Regions from separate parts of the Mus musculus genome. Here region 1 is linked to region 2. A link is a contact called in public promoter capture Hi-C data. All regions are on one chromosome and are shown on one strand. Each heading gives the region's core, a stretch centred on a gene start, on an enhancer-like site or on the middle of the called end of the contact. The rest is flanking DNA. Distances are from core to core; before and after follow the strand shown. Region 1 has its middle 20 kb from the start of St3gal5. Region 2 holds the start of Atoh8 (atonal bHLH transcription factor 8).

Evidence for each region. Promoter capture Hi-C pulls out the DNA fragments that hold promoters and counts their contacts.
Region 1: a promoter capture Hi-C map of liver shows a contact between it and region 2, with 2.0 times the contacts expected there. The contact joins the enhancer-like site here to the promoter of Atoh8 in region 2. A contact is called at or near these places in 5 of 39 promoter capture datasets (embryonic stem cells, hematopoietic stem and progenitor cells, liver and 1 more), 1 of 484 Hi-C or Micro-C datasets (liver), 3 of 115 datasets of contacts at active chromatin or transcription factors (embryonic stem cells and pancreatic cancer cells) and 2 of 9 other capture datasets (adipose tissue and liver).

Annotation. Positions count from the first base shown.
Region 1 is chr6:72,075,388-72,080,532 of GRCm38.p6, forward strand. No RefSeq gene overlaps it. Among named protein-coding and RNA genes, the nearest start is that of St3gal5, 20 kb to the right of the region's middle. Within about 2 kb of position 3,009, at least 6 of the 459 cell types and tissues checked have an H3K27ac peak or open chromatin away from gene starts, as enhancers often do. A contact at or near this core is called in liver, where this site is marked.
Region 2 is chr6:72,233,528-72,238,566 of GRCm38.p6, forward strand. Atoh8 (atonal bHLH transcription factor 8) reads right to left here and starts at 2,050. Exons shown (of 3, transcript NM_153778.3): 1 at 867-2,050. The coding sequence starts at 1,637.

The sequences.
Region 1 (5,145 bases), core at 1,759-4,258, 160 kb before region 2:
TCCAAAGGATTGTCTCAGTCAATGTTGGGCTCTTTCTTGGACCCTCACATCAAGCCACCCACACGTAGGACAGAGATCTAGATGGCATATTCTAGTTGCTGCCAGTCATTTGGAGATTAGAATGCTTTATGGTGGTTGTTCAACCCTCGCTGCTCGATCCCTCAGAGAGTCCTCCTACCATTCTGGCTTGCCCCATCCCTGGATCAGTATGGCTACCTAGAGAAATTCATGGAGCCAAGTGCAAGGTAAAACTACAGGGTGTTGAAAAATGAATCCAGGGCTGGGAATGTAGGTCAGTTTATACAGTGCTTGCCTGACATGCAGGAAAAAACCCAGGATTCTACACACACACATACACCCCCCCCCAGCCATATGAACCAATCCTGATGGTGCATGGTTGGAATCTCAGCTCTCAGGAGGTGAAGGCAGGAAGATCAGAAGTTCAAGGGCAACCTTAAATATATAGTGAGTTTGAGGCCAGCAAGAGCACACCATTCAGCCAACTGTAGAGTCCTATTGATCACCAGGCCTTTCTAACTCATAGACCCTATGCATGCTGTTCAATCTCAACTGTCAACTTGCCAGAGACCTAGAATTACCTAGGAGATAAGCACCTGGGAATGCCTTTGGAAGATTATCTTGATCTCGTTAATTGAGATAAGAAGACTGACCCACTGTGGGACCAGTCTCTAGGCTGAGATCCTGGGCTGTGTGAAAGGGATAGATTGATCTTTACCCTCCCTCTGCTTCCTTTGATCTGCAAAGTGACCAGCTGCTGCCCAAACTCCCCCACTAATGCAGACTGTAACATGTGACTCAAAATAAACCCTTCCTCCCTTAGTGTGATCTCGTTGGGAGTATTTTAACACAGAACAGCAAAAAGTAAGAAGTTACAGACCATTCAGTCTTCCATTCTAATGACAAAGGTCGTCAAGACCCTGGCCAGCATCCTACTGATTAATAGCAAGTAGCAGAACACTCCTGTATTTATGGGCACAGAGGGGCTGATGTCAGCATCAGTTTGTCTTCAGATGCTGACATTCCACCTCATTTGCTGACATTCACCACAGCATAATTCAGTGTGGGAGGAGGAATACTCACCCCCACAAACTCTGTTGTTTTGCCTTTGGTCCTACCCATGTGGTTATATCCTTGTGGTCCACAAAGGACAACCAGAGTCAGTTTTTGGAAGGAATGGGGCTGGACTCTGTTAGTGGAAACTCTTTCTCAGAATTGTACGAGGCAAAACGATCTTCACAGACTTTATTTTTAGCAGATGTTCTTCACTGGCACAGTGAAACGCACTGTCCGTCAACATTCTAGTAACATAGTAAAGTGTGTATTTATAAAGATGCTCTAATGCGTTGCCATGGAGTAAAGGACCTCTGTTTCCGTGGGATGTCCTTCCGAAATGTGTGCTGATGTCAGCTCCCTTTTTCTGGATAGGACGAGGCAGCAGGGGAGGAGGGAAAGGAAGGGGTAGCTCGCTTCACTTGTGCTGAGTTTTCTTTTGGCTGGGCTCCTTTCTGTGGGAGATTAGAGGAGAAAAGTTGGCCACCAAGGAAGGCCATGGCCTCCCTCATAACCTTCTCAACTATACCAGCTACTTTACTCATTGCTATGACAAAAACCAACATTAAGAAAGGAGGAGTTCATCTTAGCTGATATGTTGAGAGGGTCCAGTCTGGCATGGTGGGAAAGGCAAGGTAGCCTGATACAGATGATCATGTTGGGTCCAGTCTGGAAGCAGAGAGCCAGGAGGGCCATGCTCAGCTCATTTCCCCTCTTCTCCAGCTTTACTCAATGTTGATTCCTAACCTTCATGTTCCCCACACCCAAAGGTGTGTCTCCTCAGCATTCTAAACCAGTCACATTGATAGTGAAGATTAATCACCATACCCTTCCTCCTCGTCCTCCTCCTCCTCTACGTATTTACCATTCTTCAGACCCATGAGTATGAGGGGTTGAGGCAAACACTGCACATGAGAATCCAAGGGAGAGACATAAGTGGATCATAGCAGAGCCTAATTACCATGGTGAACAAAAATGGCTTAAAACCAACTCATCCTTAGCATCAAAAATGGCAGGATTGATGCCACATATAAACAGCAAAAGGATGCTAATGGTTAGGATGCTAATGGTTAGGATGCTGATGGAATGAATCTCAGGATGCTGATGGTTAGGATGCTAGTGGTTAAGATATAGAAGTTAGAGAGCCTACACTAGGCTACCCAGATTCCCAATGTTTAGGCTGTCCATTTGTCCTGATCTCTGTCACTAAATATTTCTTGCTGCAAGAACCAGTTTGGGTGAGGCTGAGCTTTCATCAAAACTCACTGACGTGTCATTCCACATAAGACCGACCAAGCTCTCGGCATGGCCTCGGGCAAAAGACAGGCATGAGAGTAAGCTGAGGCAGCACAAATGGATGGCAACCCTGCCTTTAAACCTCCACTCACTCCCCCATGTACAAGGTCTTAAAGAGATGCTTTGTGGGAAGATCTTACGAGAGAAGACAATGATAGCAGTAGCATTCTGGAACCAAGAAAGAAAGCAAAGGAGGAGACACATGACTGAGCAAAGAACACAAGCCAAACCCCAAGCCACAGGCTCTTCAGAGGTAGAAGAGGGGCTGACCAGATGGTCAGTCAGTAAAGTATTCGCCTTTCAAGTATGAGGACCTGAGTTTAATCCCCACAATGCACGCAAGACATGTGTGCAAGACAGGTGTGGTACCACCTACTCATAGTCTCAGCTCTGGCAAGGTAGAGAAACAGAAGGATCCCTGAAGCTTGCTGGTCAGCCAGCTAGCCTGCTTGGTGACTTCCAGGCCAGTGAAAGACACAACAAAAACTCCAGCTTCCAAACAAGAAACAAAACAATAAAACCAACCAACGAGACTGGTGGTGCCTGAGGATCAACATTGGAATTTGTTCTTTGGTTACCACATGCATGCCTACGTGCACAAACACAGAGAGATAGAAGAGAGAGCCCCAAGGACTTTGGAACGTGGCAGGCAACAGATGGGTAGTTAACGTGGAGACGACTGGGAAGAGGTCTAGATGAGAGGTTAAGTGTGTAGAGGTTACTTTGAACACTTGGTGGGCCATCCATGGAGGACCAGCTGGACTTGTGCTCTCTGGTGCATTTCCTTCCCTTGGATACTGCCTTGTCTCAATTCAACAGAAGTCAGAACTCTACTCTTCGAGTGTGGGCTTGGACCGGAAGACAATGGAATCTAAGTTGCAGAGAGAGATCGAAGAGAAATATTGATTACTATACTCAGCAACTTCTAGCCCTTTCAGTGCTGGGGGTGGCAACGTGCTGGAAGCCCGATCCTTGCTTTCCAAGCAGGAGCTTAGAAGACCGTCTCTCTCTCTCTCTGGGGAGACTGAGCAGAAACCTAGAGATGCTGTTGCAGGGGACTTCCTCTAAGATAGGGTCAGACTGCATCCTGATTGAGAATGACATCTGCAAATGACTTGGGCATTTGGAAGAGGAACGTGAATATGCAGTGCAGGGGCTGGAGAGATGGTCCACTGTATATACCACTTGCCATATACACATGAGAGCCTTAGCACCCACATAAATGCTGGGTGGACTTGGCAGCCCAGCCTGCCTGTAATTCCAGCACTCTGAAGCTAGACACAGATCCCCCAGAGCAAGCTGGGCAGCAAGTCTGTTTTGGAGAGCTCCAGGTTCAGTTAAGAAACCAGTTCTATCTCAATGACCACACTATGCCAGGCACCTGTGCCCATACACATGCAAACACACACACACATACATGCATACACATCACACACATATGTTGTAGTAAATCTCCAACTCCAATAAACCCATGCAAAACCACACAACTCAGTTATAATATTTATAAGCTACAACCTAGATTGACAGATCTACCACTACACTAATCTATTCCCCAGCTATGAGATCCCTTGCTACTTGTGGCTTCCTCAGGCCTTGTGGTTCTGCTCCATCTTCCTTCCACCTCTTTTTCCTCAGTCCTTCTCCTCTCTTGTTCTCTACTCTTCCCCAACTCTCTTGAACCTCCAGTCCCTTCCACTGCCCAATCGCAGACTCTAGCCTTTGTTTGACCAGTTAAAATGGGGAGAAGGGTCACATGAAATCACATGAGTACATGATCCACTCCTCAACGGGGCAGACCCTCCTGAGGAAGCAGAATTAACATCAGAATACAAACATCACCGGGCAACCCACAACATTTCTCCCTTCTGTCCAATTAGAAGGCTCTTTTCTTTCAGAAATAAATTGAGCATAACCATTACAACTATGTAAATTATAAAGTATGATATACACTTAACACCTAGTCCATCATATCTGTCAATTTAGATAAAGCAGACTACCATCTATCCTAACTTTAAAAGCTTACAATTTTATACCTGATTCTTATTTTGTTTTTAGCTTTAAAAAAATGACTGGTTCAGATATGGGAGGAGATGGGGGAGAAGTACAGAGGGCCAGGAATTTGAAAGGAGGTGTGTAGCAGAGGGGAAGGGGAACTGGGGGTGGCCACTAGAAAGTTCCATATGCCAGGTACCCAAGAGGTTCCCAGGACCCAACAGGGAGGACATTAGTTGAAATGCCCAACAAAGGGGAGAGAGAACATGTAGAGACCATATCCAGTGGAGAGGCATGGCCCCCGGTTGAGGAATGGGGCCACCCATCCACCTCAAAAATATCAATCCAGAATTGCTCCTGTCTAAAGGAAATGCAGGGACAAGGAGTAGAACAGAGACTGAAGGAAAGGCCATTCAGAGACTTCCCCATCTAGGGATCCATCCCATCTGTAGACACCAAACCCAGACACTACTGCTGATGCCAAGAAGCACTTGGTGACAGTAGGGGCCCCCGACTTAGAGTGTTTCTCCCTGGAAGGTAAAGCCCCTGGATGTTCCCTAAGCTTGTTTTCCCTGATTTTTAAAAATACAGCCAGAAAGAGGCTCTTTGTTCTCTATAGCCAGCAAAAAGCTTTTTTGTTTTTGTGCTGTACAGCCAGAGATGCGATAATTGTAGGAAGACCTACAAGGACACGGAGATAGACACTGAAGAGGAGCTACAGCTCACCCCTCCCCTTGCCAGAAAGGAGCTGTAGCCAGCTCTCCTCCCAACTCCTCCCAATTCCTC
Region 2 (5,039 bases), core at 800-3,299:
CCCCTCTGCCATGGTAATTCTCTAGTCAAATGTTCCTTAGTTTTCCCAATAGATGCTGTCAGGTGAGGGCAGTCTGCCCCCAGTAACTAAAGAGGAGCCCCCTGGCTTATCCAGAGCTCGGCTCTGTTGGCTCCACCCCGACCCCTGAGAGAATCCCCAGCAGTCTCCTGGCCCCCCAGGAGGTGACTGGTGTGAAGAGGAAGGGCAGCGGTGGGCAGGATCTCCTGGGAAAGTTCCTGAAGCTGTGTTTGAAAGAAACACAGCCTTGTAGCCCGGTCATAACGGACTCCGGGAACTAGGTAAAGCAGAGATCCTAGAAGCAAGCTGAAGTGACCATGGAAACAGGAGCTGAGAGGCGCTGACAAGCCCCACCCCCTACCCCTACCCACCCCCCACCCCCACCTCCCCACCCCCGCCTCCTGGGTCGCCCTTTACATTCCAGGGCCCCCAGGAGCGCACCTCTGTGATGCTGTGTGCCTCGGTGACACCAACAGGGGGCCGAGACCCCAAGCATGCCAAGTGCACAGAGCGGAAAGGTCGTGCTCTGTTCCCTTCCCCTGCCAGGGGAAGATTCCCACATCCCCCCCCCCCCCCCGTACTCCCCACCAAGCCCAAGGGACCAGAAGACAAATACTCGCTGCACAAGTCAACTACAAGACCTGAGGTCAGACGCGGTTACTCCTGGGGAACAGGGGCGTGTCTAGGCCAGAGATCCCTAGATTTCGCCCACTTTACAAACTAAAAAGTTGCAACAATGATAACTCTAATCTGCCTGCTTTGTGGGATTCCTTTTATCCTAACTCCGACCCTGGGACCACCCACCCACCCACTTCTGCCACTCTAACCCCGCGGCGGTTAGTGAGTACCTGCTTCCTCAGCGCCTCGAAGGCTGCGCTGATGGTGTGCACCCGCGTCCGCTCCCTGGCGTTGGCCAGAAGCCTCCGGGTCTGCTGCAGGGCTTTGATCTCCGTTGAGGCGGCGGTCGCTTCGCCTGGCCGTTTCCTAGGCGACGCGGAAGAATCCGGGTGGTTATTGTAAATTACGTGTGAAATTGACGAGTAGGAACTTTCCCCCGGGCGCGTGGGGGGCGCAGGGCGCACGGGGGACTCTTGTGGCGCCGCTGGGGGTGCGAGAGGCGCGGATTGTGTGGGACGCGCGGGAGGGGCGCACAGCAAGATGCGGGGACGCAGAGCCTGCTCGCGGAAGGAGTGCGCCTCGGGATCCCCGGGTGCCAAGCTCTGAGATGCGGGAGGCGGCGGTGGCGTGGGTAGTCCCGGTCCCACTGTGCCCAGAGCGAAACCGCGTTTGCGCGCGTCAGAGACCTCAGGCGCTCTGATGCCCCGGAATTCCCTGGCTGTGTCTGTGCCTCCACCTGGAGGAACCGCCGGCGCCACTGAGGCTGGTACTGGGGTCGCGATCGGGAACGGTTGTGTCCTGTCCCGAAGCCCGTTGGTGGCGGCGGTGGTGCTGACTGTGGCGCCGAGCTCGGGAGCTTCCAAGTCCAATCGGAAAGTTTTATAGCCATTCGCGCGCCGCACCGGCTCCTTGCCTTTCCGCTTGAGCTTCTTGAGGCCGTTCAGTTCTTTAACGCACACAGTCTTCCACGGCCCGTCCTCGAGGACCGGGATGTGCTTCATGGCGAGGACGGCGTGAGGCTGGGGCGTGGGACTGCCCGGGACGCGCGCCCGCAGCGATCACTCTGCACGCCGCGCGCCTGGCTGTGCCGGGTGGCCGCCGCGCTGAGCGCCGCCTTGTCGCCGCGCTCTCTCCTCCTACCCTCCCTCCCCGGGTCCCTCCCTCGCACCCCCACTCCCGGGGCAGCTGCGCCTCCGGCTCCGTGAAGCCTTGGAGGCTGCCGGTTCCCCGGGAGAGCTCAGAGTGTCATCTGAAGTCGCTGCCGCCCTGCCAGCATTTCTGCAGAACGCCCGCTGCGCTCCATCTGTGTTTGTTTAGCCTCAGTTTACACAGAAGCCCAGTTCGCAAGATCACTCAGCGCCGCCCGCCCGGAGAGGAGGCAGCTCCCGCCGCCGCCGCTGCCGCCTCCCGAGCCCAGGCCGCCCGAGCAGCGAGCGCCTTTAAAGAAACAGGAAGCATTTTTCAAAACAGCTGGGCTGAGGGCCGCCTCCTTTGTCCGCGTGCTCTCGGCCTCCCCCCACCCCTCATGCCTTGTGCCGGAACCTGCCTCCTCCTGCTCGCCCTCTCTGCCCCCTACCCAAGTTGGGGGCGCGCCTTCTCTCTCCAAAAACAGTCCGCACTGTCCACTACAGTCCCGAGCACGTGGCTGCTAATCGCTGTGGCCCTTCATTGCCCAGCCTTGTTGGCCTGGGGTGGGGGTGGGGGTGACGCAGCGCCGACCTTTCCCATCCAGAACCTTCCCTTCTACCTCCCACCCGAACTGTCCAACAGAGGGAGAAATCCCAGAGCTTCTGGGAGGGAAAGATAAGTGGGAGAGAAGAACCCCAGAGTGGCTGGTCATTGTCATCCAACTGCAAGAAGGCCTTCTCCCTTCTTGCCCCTATTTGCTGGGGCAGAGGCCTTAGGAACAGAACACCGGACATTGGGAAACTGAGAGATGCAAATGTCTGGTTTAGCAGATGTAACGTCGGTGAAGATCTTAAGTCATCTTACCCGAAGCGCCCTGCTAAACCCAGATTTACTCATCTATGAAATGAGGAATCTGGAGAACACCCATGCTTGTCACAGCCTGGCTGTGAAAGCCGCCACACAGGAGGTGCCAGGTCATCAGTAGCTGCGCTAATGTTATCAGCCAGGGCAGGACAGCTCCTCAAGCAGACAGAATTCTTAGGTCCAGAGCTCAAGGTTGCCATTTACTGAGCGACCTTGGCATTCGTCGTGCTGTCCCTCGGCACCTCTGGCTCCTTATGCCCAGGATAGGGGTCACAACCACACCTTCCTCCTGGGAATGATAACAATTGATTGAGCACAGAGCCTGATGCCAATTGGCCCCAGAGGTAGAGTTCACTCTCCAGACCCCCAGGCCCCTATTCCACTGGAAATCCTACTAGAAAGAAGAGGCTGACGGGGAGGCCCTCTCGGGACCCTCTGCACACACCTTCCCCTGTGCTGCCACGTAGAGTTGCTCTCTTCACCGAGCCTTCCTCCAATGGTCTCCTTTGAGGCAAGTGTCATTAAAAGGATGAAAGGAGATCGTATATGGCATTTGAATGGTGACCCTTGACACACTGGTGTAGTGAAACTATAACTCGGGGCTTAGCTAGAGTTGGGCAGAGTCACAAGCTGTGTTGCCCGTGGCAGTTAGTGTGTTAGATGCCTCCACGTGAGTGGATGCCATTCCTAACAACGGGCTCCACGAAAGCTGAACCCCAGCCCTTTTCTAATGTCTTCCAAAAGAAGGGAAAGACCACTGTAATTTGTCGGAATGGAAGGAAAGAGAGCAGTGATAGGGATGACATCTGTGTTGGGTAGACACACCCACCACCCCCACGTCTCCCTTTGGGCAACTTGAGGATCTGAACTTGGCAGTCACAGGATGGAAGGGTGTTCTGAGGAACAGAAGAGAAATGTAAGTAGCCTAATTGATGGGAAGAATGCCTGTGACTGCCATTCTCAGCTTACCAGGCCACAGATTTCAGGCCGAGGCCAGCTGAATGCAAACCAGGTCTCTCCTGGTACTCCCCGTTCTCCGATTCCCGTTAGCTTCCTTGAGAAGCTGGACAGAAACCAGCTGGGCAGCGCCCCCTGGTGGTATAAAGCTTAGGAGACTCAACCCCACTGACCTCTGTCAAGGAACTGATCTGGTTTGGGGATGCATGAGTGGCCCTATAAAGACAGCATTAAGAATTTCACAAAGCCATGGAGGTGCTGGGATAAACAGGCTCTCAGTTCTCATAGCAGCTCCATCTTTGCTTTGTATGAAATGGCACAGATACACTCCAAGAAAATCCACTCATTTAGTAAAACCTCCCCAACTGAGACAACTTTTTCAGGTTACGCTGGAAGAGCATAGCAGTGCCGCTGGAAGGTTCCATACCCTTTGAATGGCTGTACCATGGCTCAGGAGTGAAGCTGGGAAAGGAAGGGAAGGCCAATGCTTAGAACTTAGTCTACAGGAAAGACATGCTGGGCAGCCAGGGGCGGAGAATTACCACTACATAGGGAGTGACCACATACATTTTTTATCTTTCATCTTTATGACAATTCAGGGAGGCAAATCCACTCTGCCCACAAGAGAACCAAAACTTCTGGTGGAAGAAAATAGCCAGCAGAAGGGAGTGAGAGAAAAGCTGTTTGAATCCATACCGAGTCGGAAGCCTGAGTCTGAACTATCCTGCTCCCTCTAACTCTTGAGAGCCCAGCAGCTCGTTAGCACACAAAGATGAGGGACTGGACCGTCAGTGAGACTGGGTTGGTTCATTGGTTTGTCTGTTTGTTTTGACTGCTGGCTGTCTCTGCTCTTCTAACCTGAGACGCTAAAGCCACAGGTCTCCCTCAGCCCAGCCTGGTGTCTGCCGGGTTCCTTCCAGATCAGAATCAAATGACAGGACTCCTTGGGCAGCCAGGAGTCTCAGGCCGAAAGGGCCTGAATCATGGTGGCTGTGCACTACTGTTTTCTCTCTGCTGCCGAGCAGAGCCTGCCCCATGGGTCCTGGGTCCGCAAGGACAACCCGTGAGGACTGGTCAGGACTAGGTCAGCTCTTCAGGATGGAGCTGTGAGTTCTGTCTTCTTGGCCAGATGAGGAGGGGCCTTAAATACTTGCTGCATGAAGCTCTACATTCTGAAACATGGAGTCTATTTCTGGCCGTTCAGATTGTCCCAAAGTGCCTGTGCCCCATTACAGAAACTGGGGAAGAGTAAGAATTAGGCAGGTGCAAACAGAATTCAGTGAGAGCATCACCCTTTGCCATCGTGCTCACAGCAGCCCTGCATAGGGCCAGCTGGGTGGGAAAGAGAGAGCAGGAAACCTGGGCCCATGAGAGCCCCTCTCTGCCGGCTAGCCAGGGATGAGGGACTGGCGCTATAGCCCCCAGGACACTGGATCTAGGGATGAGATGTCTTT